2 separate regions of the Sus scrofa genome follow, and region 1 is linked to region 2. Evidence: chromatin contacts called from public HiChIP or PLAC-seq data. All regions are on one chromosome and are shown on one strand. The core of a region is the stretch at or near the end of the contact, and the rest is flanking DNA. Distances in the headings are between cores, read along the strand shown. Region 1 overlaps ITGB5 (integrin subunit beta 5). Region 2 has its middle 48 kb from the start of ZNF148.

Evidence for each region. HiChIP or PLAC-seq counts read pairs in DNA pulled down with a chosen protein or histone mark.
Region 1: a contact with region 2 is called in an H3K27ac HiChIP or PLAC-seq map of skeletal muscle, with 5 times the contacts expected there. The contact joins two enhancer-like sites. A contact is called at or near these places in 2 of 47 Hi-C or Micro-C datasets (embryonic fibroblasts and subcutaneous adipose tissue) and 1 of 2 datasets of contacts at active chromatin or transcription factors (skeletal muscle).

What each region holds. Positions count from the first base shown.
Region 1 is chr13:135,576,774-135,582,524 of Sscrofa11.1, reverse strand. ITGB5 (integrin subunit beta 5) reads right to left here. Exons shown (of 15, transcript NM_001246669.1): 11 at 4,849-5,071; 12 at 278-381. Among named protein-coding and RNA genes, the nearest start is that of UMPS, 71 kb to the left of the region's middle. Within about 2 kb of position 3,139, at least 40 of the 83 cell types and tissues checked have an H3K27ac peak or open chromatin away from gene starts, as enhancers often do. A contact at or near this core is called in skeletal muscle, where this site is marked.
Region 2 is chr13:134,918,994-134,925,171 of Sscrofa11.1, reverse strand. No RefSeq gene overlaps it. Among named protein-coding and RNA genes, the nearest start is that of ZNF148, 48 kb to the left of the region's middle. Within about 2 kb of position 3,736, at least 2 of the 83 cell types and tissues checked have an H3K27ac peak or open chromatin away from gene starts, as enhancers often do. A contact at or near this core is called in skeletal muscle, where this site is marked.

The DNA.
Region 1 (5,751 bases), core at 1,890-4,389, 660 kb before region 2:
GAAGGGACTGGGCTCCAGTGATGGGGCAGAGACTTCTGAACAGGAGGTCTTAGGCCCTAGAGAGCCTGGAACATGTCCTCTAGCCCAGGTACCCCAAGTCCTCTTGGGGAGCCAGCAAAGACTGGCCAAGGGTGCTGAGGCTGCTGCCTAAGTCAAGGCCAGAACCACACTGCTGTCTGCCAGGCAGCCCGGAAGCTCGTACTCACGGGAGAGAACATCTACATGCCTGCAAAGATCCAGCCCAGGGAGGCTGCCCAGGGCCGCTCGGCACACTCACCGATGGTGTCCACCCGTGTGATCACCTCGTCCTTGCACAGGTTTTGGCAGGTCTGGTTGTCAGCTGAGCTTCCGGAGTGAAGCAGCAAACACTCGACACAATCTCTGTGGAAAGAGGCCGTGAACGTGGGGGTCAGATGCCGTGCAGCAGCTCCACCCAGGAAGCGAGCGCAGCCCCAGCCCTCTGGCAGGCCGCTGAAGGCTTTAACTTTCCCGTCTTCAGATGTTTGGCTTCAGGGACTGTTTCTGCTCAGCCCTTTCGGTTGCTATCATGCAGGGAAGCCCGAGGGTTCTTGGAGGAACATGAGTTGAGAGGCATATCTGGTCCACGTGTCAAGGTGCAGATGGGCGACCTTCGAAATTCTGATATCAGGAGACAAACCCGTCTGCACCCTGGAGCCTCAAATGCCTCACTAAGGAGTCTGAAAAAGTGTTCCCGGCCTCGAAGAGGGGTCCTTACACCCCCAGGACCCCAATTCCCAGGACCCCCCCCTGCCCGCCTGCGCATTCTTCTCTAGATGGGCTTTCAAGACAAAAGTATTGCCGCCTGGGTCCAGCCACACCCATGGACTCCTATCTCCAGGGCCAGACCCTGGGCTCCCGGGGCATCTGATTAAAGGGGAGGGCCAGCGGGAACCACTATCCTAGAGACTCCCAGGCCCTCGCCCCCTTCCCCCTCCCAGACAGAGCTCCAGCAAAGGAGCTAAGCTCGAAGGGTCTGTAAAGTTTCTGTGGAGGGAGAGAGGGTCCTGACCCCTCTGGGGGACTTTGGGGCTGTGGGAGCATAAATGGGATGGTGGGGACTCAACTCCAGGGAGAAGTGGGCTGGAACAGAACAACCTGCTGACAGTGGCCTTGCAGGGACTTTGCGAGATGATAGTGCCCGGTGGCCCACAAGGAGGGTGAGAACCCCCAAAACAGGGCCTCCTTGGGAAAACAGGGCAAGGGAAGCAAGAGCCAAGCATGCTGGGAGGGCCGCCACCTCCCTGCAGCGGTGCCCTGGCACCAGAGGGTGGCAGGTGGCCTCACAGAGCCTTGGCCAAGTGGGGGACAGCCGCCCTCCCTACCCCCCAGGCCTGCGGCGGCCAAGGGAGCTGTGTGTCTGGAAAGCTCTCTGGCAAAAACAGGGAGGGATATACAACCGCCAGGCATCACCTTCATTATGATCATGTTTAAGCCCCTCGGGACAAGGAGACCAGCTACTGCATGTCTGGGGCAGAAACCGTGCAGTGGTGCGTCAGGCCTGGAGGGAGCTGGGAGCCTTGTATTAAGTCGCTCTTCTTGTACAGGCAAGGGACATGAGAAATCAATGGTAGTGGGGTCCAGCACCCAGGTGCCCTGCCTCTCAGACAAGTCCCTCCCGAGGCCTTGCTCCACTTTCTGACCACAAAGGAGCAAAGAACGAGCAGATGGTGGAAAGAAAGTACAAAACCGTCTTACCGGGCTTGTAACATGCTTAAGAATTCAGAGTTTCTGTTGTGGCTCAGTGGTAACAAACCCGACTAGTATCCATGAGGACATGGGTTCGATCCCTGGCCTCGCTCAGTGGGTTAAGGATCCAGCGTTGCTGTGAGCTGTGGTGTATGTAGGCTGAAGATACGGCTCGGCTCTGGTGTTGCTGTGGCTGTGGCACAGGCTGGCAGCTGTAGCTCCGATTTGACCCCTAGCCTGGGAACCTCCATATGCCACAGGTGTGGCCCTAAAGATAAATACATAAAAATAAATTAAAAAATAATATGCTTAAGAATTCAACTATCCCAGAATTGGCCACAAAATCCCACTCTCCTGGGAAGGCTTTCACGGAAACATCTTGCGGTTACAAACAAGGTGGTAGTTTTTGCATTTCTCCCGAGGCCACAGCCCCAGTGGGCAGGGAACTGCGACCTGGCTAGGGACCAGGAAGGAGTGGCTCCAGCTCTGCTTATTCATGCTGATCTGCTGCCCCGCCACCACCACCAGGGATTAACACATTGCAAAGAAAGCTGGCTGCTGCCAGTCTCTGCTCCGATTCACCTTGCCCTCCATCTGCGCCCCCTGTTGTCATGAAACCACAAGGCCGCTTCCAGGGAACATGCCCTGATCATCCGTGCAGACATTATCAGTTTAACCTGTGTGCTCCACGTACTCGGTTGAAACTTGTGATATGTTGTGCTCATGTATTAAAATAAGCCTGGCCTTTAAACAAACAGGTTGCTGAGACAGACTTTGCTCAGGGAGCCTGTTAATTGAAATCAGCTGAGGCTGAACATGAACTCACCCAAGGTGAAGGGTATGTTTGGTTAGTTCGAGAAAGGACAGATTGGCTGCTCTCAAACCTCAGAGGAAAAACGGACAGAAAGGGAGTTCCCTTGTGGTGCAACAGGTTAAGGATCCGGCATGGTCACTGCAGCAGTGTGGGTCACTGCTGTGACATGACTTCAATCCCTGGTCTGGAAACTTCCACATGCCAAAGGTGTGGCCAAAAAAAAAACCCCAAAATGGACAGGAGACATTCCAAACCTGGTGGGTCTCAGCAAAGCAGCAAATAGAAACAGCTTGACATAAGGCACTATCAAAAAGACTTTGCTTAAAAAAAAAATTACAATGAGGCGGTAAATGAGACAGAGGGTCAGTGTGGCTCGGACACAAGAGGGAGTAAGGAGGTTCATTTACCGCGTCTCTCTGCTCCTTGCTCCTCTGGAATTGCTTAATGGATACCAAATCACCCAGTCCACGTCTCTAGCAAATGAACGCTTTAAACATTTAAGGGGAAGGCTATCTCCTCCGGGGCCTTTTAACTGACCCAAGCCAGTCCTCTACCGCCTTGTGCGCCAGAGGAAGGGAAGCAACGGGCTTTATCAGCTTTTATTAGTTCCATGTGTGTTGTCCTAGCTTGCCCTCCACCCCGCATCAACTTCCTCTACCCCAAGGACTGGAGCCTATACTCTGAAGGGTTCTGCGGCTGCGAGCTGTGGGGATGGCACCTCCCTCAGGCATTAACTGGCTGTGAGTCCAGGCTCAGATGTGATTCCACTGCTCTGTGGGCTCCAGATCCAGGATCCTCCGCTCCTCCGCTGGGTGGCTTCTATTTGGACTTCTGTTGTTTCTCTGCTCTTAGCAGGTCTACAGAGACTCTGTGTTCCCTCTCCCTTACCCTGCCTGGCCTCTTCTAATCACACAAAGTAAAATCTGGCCCTGTCTATCTTGTCTCTCCATCTGCAGCCAGCTTTCAATTACCCACGGCTGGATTATTGTGGCCGATGTCCAACCAGGGGTTCTGCCGCCCAGAGCATCTCTGAGTATGGATTGACCGGCAGCCGCGGCAGCTCAGGGAGTACAGACTCCTCTCATTATGAACCCGAGCCAGGCATTTGGAAGGGCCATCTGCCAAAAAAATTGCACATTTGTGTCTCCCAGCCAAAGGGAAACAACGTCTGTATTATTATTTGTTTCTAGTTATCTGTGCCCCTCCCTCCTGGCCCCTTCGTGCTCGGATGGTGACGGCACAGCTGCTTTTTTGGCGGAATTCAACAGAAACTGTCACTCTTGCTTTCCGAGGACATCACTCCTGGATGTCTTCAATGCCCTCCTCTCATGCACACCCAGGCAGACTGGCAGAGCTGTGGGGAGGTCCACAGGGGAACGTGACCCCATGGCTGAGTCGGGGAAGGCCTGGAGCCTGCGTCTGGACAAGCTCTGCATTCAGCAGCGGCACAGAGACCCGCTCCATTATCTGTACAAATGGAGCAGAAAATTCAAAAGCCACTGCAGTTGGTTCCTGGCATGCCTTATCTAGGTCGGGTGCCCTCCCATCCAATTTACCTTCTGACTATGGTTTGTTTAAAGCAGCCTTTCCCATGTGAGTGGCTTGTGAAACCATGTTGGGAGATGTTAATGGTGGGGGAGGGCAGGAAGCAAATTCATTTGGAAAACAAGATGCATGGGGGGAATCCCTTTTGAAATACGCAGTGGCCCAATAAAGGCTCAAGAAGATGCTATGTTGGTACCAGAATCAGTTTAACTGCCTTTAACTCAGTGGTTCTGAACTTGCTTAGGAACAGAGTAAGAGTCTTGTTTTGCTGCTGCTGTTGCTCTTTTTTTTTTTTTTTTTTTTTTTTGCCATTTCTTGGGCCGCTCCCACGGCATATGGAGGTTCCCAGGCTAGGGGTCAAATCAGAGCTGTAGCCACCAGCCTACACCAGAGCCACAGCAACGTGGGATCCGAGCCGCATCTGCAACCTACCCACAGCTGACGGCAATGCCGGATCATTAACCCCCACTGAGCAAGGCCAGGGATCAAACCCGCAACCTCACGGTTCCTAGTCGGATTCGTTCCCATGACGGGAACTCCATGTTTCGCTTTTTATTTTTATTTTTTAAACAAAATCCCCATGACACCAGTGTTTCAAAGACACTATTCTAGTTAATGTTAGTAAGAGTTTCACTCTCCAGCAAGGCCGAGTGGGAAGGTGCCTGAGATGGGGAGTGAGAGGCTGGCCGGTGCTGAGGGCTGGTGGCCGGATGTCAGGCCTGGTCTGCAGAAGAAGGTGGGGTGTGGGGGGCAGTGGAGAGGGCTGTGGGGAGGGTCTTTACCTCTTGGTGCTGCAGGCGTCAGGGCAGGTCGGGCATTTCTCACACTTCTCCCCAAAGGCCCCTGGCTCCGTGCACTGGCACTGCCCACAGACACAGTGCCCCCGGTCGCTGCAGATCTGGCCATCCCTGGCCTGGCATGTGCTGATGTCTGTTGAGCAGTTACAGTTGTCCCCAATATAACCTGCGTGGCACTTGCATTCTCCACAGTGACACTCGCCATGGCCTAAAGGGACACACACAGCACATCAGCGCCTGCCTGCATGCACGAAGACACAACCAACAACCCAGCGCCTGCCATGTGCCAGGCACTGGGAATCCAACAGACTAAGATACTAACTGTGCCCTTGGAGACTGTCTGGGCCAGACACAGAGGCCTGGGCAGTGCATGTGGCCCAGCTGGGTCCGGTGCTGCTCCAAGTTGGTCCAGAACTTGACCAAGTCATGCCACTGGCCCAGGACCCCAGAGAGCTTCTTGCTGTCTACCTTGTCATGTGAATAATGGCCCCAGAACCAGGACTGTTACCTCATACAGGGCAGAAGAGACTTTGCAATGTGATTAAGTGAAGGATTTTGAGAAAGAGATTCTCTTGGATTATCCAGGGGGGCCCTCAATGCCACGCCACGCGTCCACATACGAGGAAGGCAAAGGGAGAGCTGACTCCAGAAGGTGGTGGCAAGGGACAAGGGAAGCAGCATGCTGCGCTGCCTTCTTTGAGGATGGAGGGAGAGGCCTGGAGGGGCCACGGAATGCAAGGAACGCAGCTCTGCCAGAGAGCAAAGGTGAGGGAGTGGAGCCTCCCCAGAGCCTGGGAGAGGGAGCGTGAGCTGCTGACACCTCGAAGACTGACCCCCAGAACTGAGAGAACACACCAGAGTCGTTCTCAGGCACCGGTAACTTGTTCC
Region 2 (6,178 bases), core at 2,487-4,986:
CCTGGGAACTCCATATGCCACAGGGCAGCCAAAAAAAGATTAAGCTACAAATTGCATCCTAAAGAGCTAAAAGATAGAACCATTTGGTACCATTTTTATTTTATTTTATTTTTGCTTTTTTTTTTTTTTTTTTTTTACGGCCGCACCTGCGGCATATGGAGGTTCCCAGGCTAGGGGTCCAATCAGAGCTACAGCTGCCAGCCTACACCACAGCCATAGCAACACAGGATCCCAGCCGTGTCTGCGACCTACCACACAGGTCACAGCAACACCAGATCCTTAACCCACTGAGCGAGGCCAGGGGTCAAACCCACGACCCCGTGGTCCCTAGTCGGATTTGTTTCCACTGCCCCACGACAGGAACTCCTGCTACCATTTTTAAAGAGTCATTTAAATATCAGCAAAACCAATATGTAGAACTACATGGGTTGGCCAGTGGGAAGACCCAGGGGGAGATAAGGCTGGGTATTTATTCCTCCAGAGCTGGGCTGTCGATCGGCAGTGGTTACATTTCTCTACAGAAAGATCCAGTCCTGTTGACTGGCTACAGCTATAGCTCTCACCATATTCTGGCCACTAGTCCCTCCCCTGCCCCTTCAAGGCTTGGGGGTAGTGATGCTGGTCTGAGCTGTTTCGTCATCCTTTGCTGGTTTCTGCTGAGGCTACCCATGACTTTCTGGACGGTCCTTTCATTAAACTCCCCTCAATTCCCCTTTTGCCTATGTCATCTTTCCCTGTTGGACCCTGAGTCAGATATGGTCCTCAGTCCAGAGTCAGGGTGATGAAGAAGCCACCACTGGAACCTATCTGGAAAAAGTACACAGTGGTGGGGAGCTTGTTCCTAAAGGCTTCTTCCTAGAATTGACATGTGACACTTCTGTCCATTCTTCATAAGCCAAGAGAGTTACAAGGTGTATTAGTTATCAATTGCCATATAACAAATAATCCCCAAACTTAAAACATTTATGATCTCACGTGGTTTCTGAGCATCAGGAAGCTATGAGCAGATTAGCTGGGTGGTTCTTGCTTCAGTTCTCTCATGAGGCTGTAGTCAAGACGCCATGGCTGCAGGCATTTGGAGGCTTGACAGGAGCTGGAGGATCTGTTTGCAAGGCAGCTCACTGATACCTCTGGCAGCTTAGGACTGGTTGTTGGCAGGAGGCCTGGGTTCCTTGCCACTTGAAACTCTCTAAAGTACTCCTTGAGTGTTCTCATGACATGGCAGCTGGCTTGCCCTGGAATGAGCAGGTCAAGGGAGAGTCCAAGAAGAAGCCATAAAACCTTGTGGGACCTAGTCACAGAAATCAGAATATTCTATTTATTCTAATGAGTCATTAACTCTAGCCTATACCATATGGACAAAGCTAAGCTCCACCTCCTGAAGGGAGGGGTATCAAAGAACACATGGATGTTTTAAAATTGCCACACAAGCCTGCACCTAACTTCCAAGCAGAAGACGTGGCTGGGAGATGAAATGTAGACATTTGGTGAAGAGAACTAATGACTAGAAGAATCCTAGGAGAGTCTGTTGGCCATTGAAGAATTCAACAAGAGCTGGATCTGAGCTTTACTGTTGTGCTTATGTATCTTTGCTCTGTGAATCTTGGGGTTATGGTGCTGAAACAGAGTTTGAACCGGATTCAGAAATCCCTTGAAATTAGGGAAGGGGCGGCCTAGGAGCCAGATGTCCTTGAAATGATGTCATTCCCAGGGCGAATCCCCTCTGGAAAGAAGAGGCTCTTCATTTAAAATGAGGCCCTAGGCATCCACTTCTTTCCACCATCCTCACTTTTCTGACCTTGGGGCCAAGGTGGTGTCCACGCTGTGGAGATGGGAGATCTGGGGTCAGAGAGAGGGACTTTTCTGTGTTCACTGTTCATTTGTATGCCTAAGCTTTCAGTCGAACCTGTTGAAGGGGGCTAGACTTGTCTCAGCGGGCCAGACTGTGCCAGAAGGCAACATATGCATACCTGGGTTAGGGCATCCAGGGGAAAGCAGTGAGTGGGAGGCAGGGGTCCAGCCCCGCTCTCCCCAAGAGATTCTGTCTCCTGACCAAACCTAGAAATTCTAGGTTGTATCTTACTAATATATCCAGCATTTCCTTATGACCAGCTACCCACCCATCTGCTTGGCCCCACAACCACAGCTGTCAAACCCAGGAATCCAGGCAATGTTAAGATCTTGACCCTTGGGTGCAGATCCCCAAGGTCATAACCGCAAGGGAGGTATAGTCACTTCCAAACCCAAGACCTGAGGCAGACAGAGGTGGAAGGGACCTCCAGACCAAGACAAGAGGTCCAGGAGGGTTGGCAAGACCTCTATGGGATGGATCTGAAGCCCTGTTGGGAGATGAAAATTGCCCTCCCCAGGATCTGGGAGAACTTTCCAGAGAGCCTCTCCCCCCTGCAAAGTAAGGTCAAGGGAAAAACATCCTGCACAACACTCAGTGCCCTGCCTGTTCCACACTGTGGCCTTTGGCCCCCAGGGCATAGGGTTCCAGCCCTGGGGAGGTGGTGCACAGTCCTGGGCCCAGGGCACCCACCACTGACTGTATCTGTGTGAGGAGCAAGCGTGGTTCGTGAGTGACTCAACTTTCTTTTGTCTCCCACTAGCCTTTAAACTTTATTCCAGGAAAGCTTTTCTCCTGCTGCAGGATGAAAATTCAGCCGGCCTCATGATTTCTGTGTGCTCAGTTTTCGGGAAGAGAGAACCTTGCAGTTATGTTAGGTCAGAAAGACAGTCTTGTTCCATAGTTACATATTAGTCAGTCTTCACTCTTCCTTCCCTCCTTCCCTCCCTTCCTTTTCTCTCTTTTTCTTTTTTGGCCAACCAGTGGCACATGGAGTTCCCGGGCTGCAGTTGTGACTTGCACTGCAGCTGCGAGAAGGTGGGATCCTTTAACTCAATGTGCCATGTTGGGATTGAACCTGCATCCTGGCACTGCCGAGACACGGCAGAAACGCTCCATCTCCACTCTTCGTTTAAAGGAACCTTCCTCTGTCACAGCCAAGGCTTGCAGTTGATGCTACCCATCTCTGGGAAAGGCTGCTTCTTCCTCCAACCTGATCCCCTCTCCTCCCCACCCAAGAGCGACTGTTCCCATCATCACTAGCTGAGGGCAAGGGCAAAGGATGAGGTAAGGGGATTGGCCACAAGCTGCTTGGCTGGACTGCTTTGCACTCTCTGGGCTGGTCGAGAATGGAAGCTCGTTTTCACTTGTGGGTGCTTTTGTGCATTGCTCTGAGACTCCCAGCCCTAGAGCTTTCTCCCCTGGTTCCCATGACCCACGCTTCATCTGTATTCTGAATGGTCATCTTTACTTTAGCAGCTTCTTGCTGCTCGGGCCCCACAGTCTCCCTCTGCTTGGCCCATGTCCCATCCATGGGCAACACTCACAATTCCCTTGGTTCTAACGAAGTCCCGCATGATCCTAAGATATCACCAAACACCAAACTCCTGGCTCTGCCTCCAAAGACCCAAGTCAGGACATCTGTCTGTCATAATCCAGAGAAAGGGATCAGACCCTGGGCTCTGTCCACCCTCTCAACTCCAGAAGGCTCCAAAGATGGCCACCATCAATGTCTTCCTTCTCTTTATATGCAATGCCTACTCAGCTATCAAGAGGGAGAACCTATCATTCCACCCTCTTACATGTGGACTAGCTTGTGACTGCTTAACTGATAGCGTGGCTGGAAGTGACTCAGCCAGTTCTGGACCTATCCTTTTAGAAGACGGGCAGTTTCTGCTCCCTCCCTGTTGGCACCCAGTATCCAAGCTGGGGGCAAGCCCAGGCAGCCACAAGAGAACCGATCCCCTCGGCCAACTCTCCCAGCTGACCTCCCAGCCAACTTGCCAACCAGGTGACAAGCCATTTTGGAGCTGACACCCCATGGAGCACAGGCAAATGTCCCCACTGAACCTGCTCTAATTGAAAGAATGTGGACCAATCAGTGATGATGGTTTTCTGGCACCACTTTTTGCAGTGGTTTGTCTGGCAGCACTAGGTGACTGAATCGCTTGGTCTATTCTCCAGGTACCCTGGTAGAAGCACCTCCCTCTAGGTTTGAGGTGATTTATCCAGTGGGATGGGGGATTCAGCAGAGCAACAGACCTCTCCCAGGAAATCTCTTGGCAAATGACCTTCTCTGCCACATGCTGACCCCTTTTCAGATCCCTGATCTGCCTGAGGAGCCCAAGAGTCGTGGAACCATGTAAATCAACTATACTTTAATAAAACAGAAAACAAAACTACAAACAAAACGAAAATAGAGTTGTGGAACCAATTCTTTTCATATTAACTCCTCAGTTAAAGCTGAGGCCCAGAGCACCTCAGGCTCAGATACTGTGGCACTGGGTCCAGGACTGGCTGGAGTGGACATGGATACATGGAGTCCTCAAGCAAATGGCCATGACAGTGATTTGCTTTAAAAAAATTTTTTTTTAGCTGAGAAATCCTGGCAGAATGCTATCTGAAGGCCCAAACGAGTTCAAAGCTCTGCCAGAGTTGAACAGGGAGAGGGATATCCCAGCTGGGCCAGGGGACCCCTTCTTCGTCCCTACAGTGCCCCGTACAACGACATAAATGGCCCGGGTTCTGCAAAGCACAACTGGAACACCACTTGTACAAGGCAACCAGCTTGGGCTTTGGAGTAGGTGAGCATCTCTGACCTCGCTTTCTGCATCTGTGAAATGTGCAAGAGAAAATACTTGCCTCACCATTTTTAGGGGAATTCGATGAGACCAAAAGCGTAAGCACATCTGTTCTTAGTTGGTAATCCACCAGGTCTGAGCCCTTCTCCTCTCATGTGGACTCAAGTCTCAAGTCAAGACAACAACCCCAGGCCTCTGCAGATTGCCACTGTGAGGCACAACCGAAGCCCCTCTTCTAGAGGGTGCCCGGACCAGCCCACGTCCTGTGGCCAAACCCCTGAGGAGGGAGGAGTTAGTTTGGTACCCCCTCCCCTGCAGGATGGACAGGCTGAGGCACTGGGGAGATGGCAACATTGCTGGGATGCCCCAAGGTCTTTTCAGCGCCCCACAGGACCCCCAGAACCCCCCAGAACCTCCTCCCTCACAACCACTGCTGGGTGCTAACTAGACAGACGCTAACTAAGTGCTCTCCCTGCGCTGTCAGGTTGAATCCCTGCAACAACCCCATGGTGTAGATACCATCACCCTGTTTTACAGGTTTAGGAAACAGGTTCAGGAGTTCCCATTGTGGCTTAGTGGTTAACGAACCCAACTAGTATCCATGAGGACGTGGGTTTGATCCCTGGCCTCGCTCAGTGGGTTAAGAATCCGGTGTTGCCTGAGCTGCAGTGTAGTTTCAAAAATGTGGCTCAGATCCTGTGCAGCTGTGGCTGTGGTGTAGGCCCGTAGCTGCAGCTCTGATTCATGACCCCTAGCCTGGGAATCTCCATATGCCACAGGTGAGGCCTTAAAAAAAAAAAAGAAAGAAAGAAAGAAAGTAAAAAAAAAAAAAAACCTGAGGTTCAGAGGTGTTGACAGTAATCCCTAACTGTGGTTGACCATCAAAAAAACTGAGGAGCTCTTAAAATGCACATTCCCAGGCTCCACCTCAGCACAACAAAACCAGAACTCAATTCTTAGGTATGAGGTATGTGGTCCAAGATCATGTACCTATCCAGGGGGAAGACAGAGCTGGGAAGGACCGAGAGCCAGACCTCCTCAGAATCTGCACCGTAGGTGCCTGCAGCTCCATCCTGGTCCCACCACGGCAAAGACAGAATTGAAACTCAGGCCACTCTCTTAGCCATGAAGCTCCCCAGTCCCAGGATCCCTGAGGGTAGGGCTTCATAAACATCAAAGCCACCAGAAACATCAAAGCCACCAGGACGGTCCTGCCCCCACCAACTGCAGTTTGTGATTCAGTAGGTCTGGGATGGGGCTGACAATCTGCATTTCAAAGGTCCCAGGTGCTGCTGCTGCTGCTGCTGCTGCTGCTGGTCCAGTCTTCACTGAGATCCACTGCCTTAGGGGAAAAGGAGGAGACAGTGCCTAGAGCACAGGCTCCTGCTCTAGATTTCTTCTCTAAGGGCGTGGGATGAAGGGTCTGGGGCCCACCTTGCAACCCCAAGAAATATGTACCCCAAGCTGGAGTGAATTCCTCCATCACTTCCCTGCACCCAAGCACCTTGATGCCAGGCGCCTAAGCTGC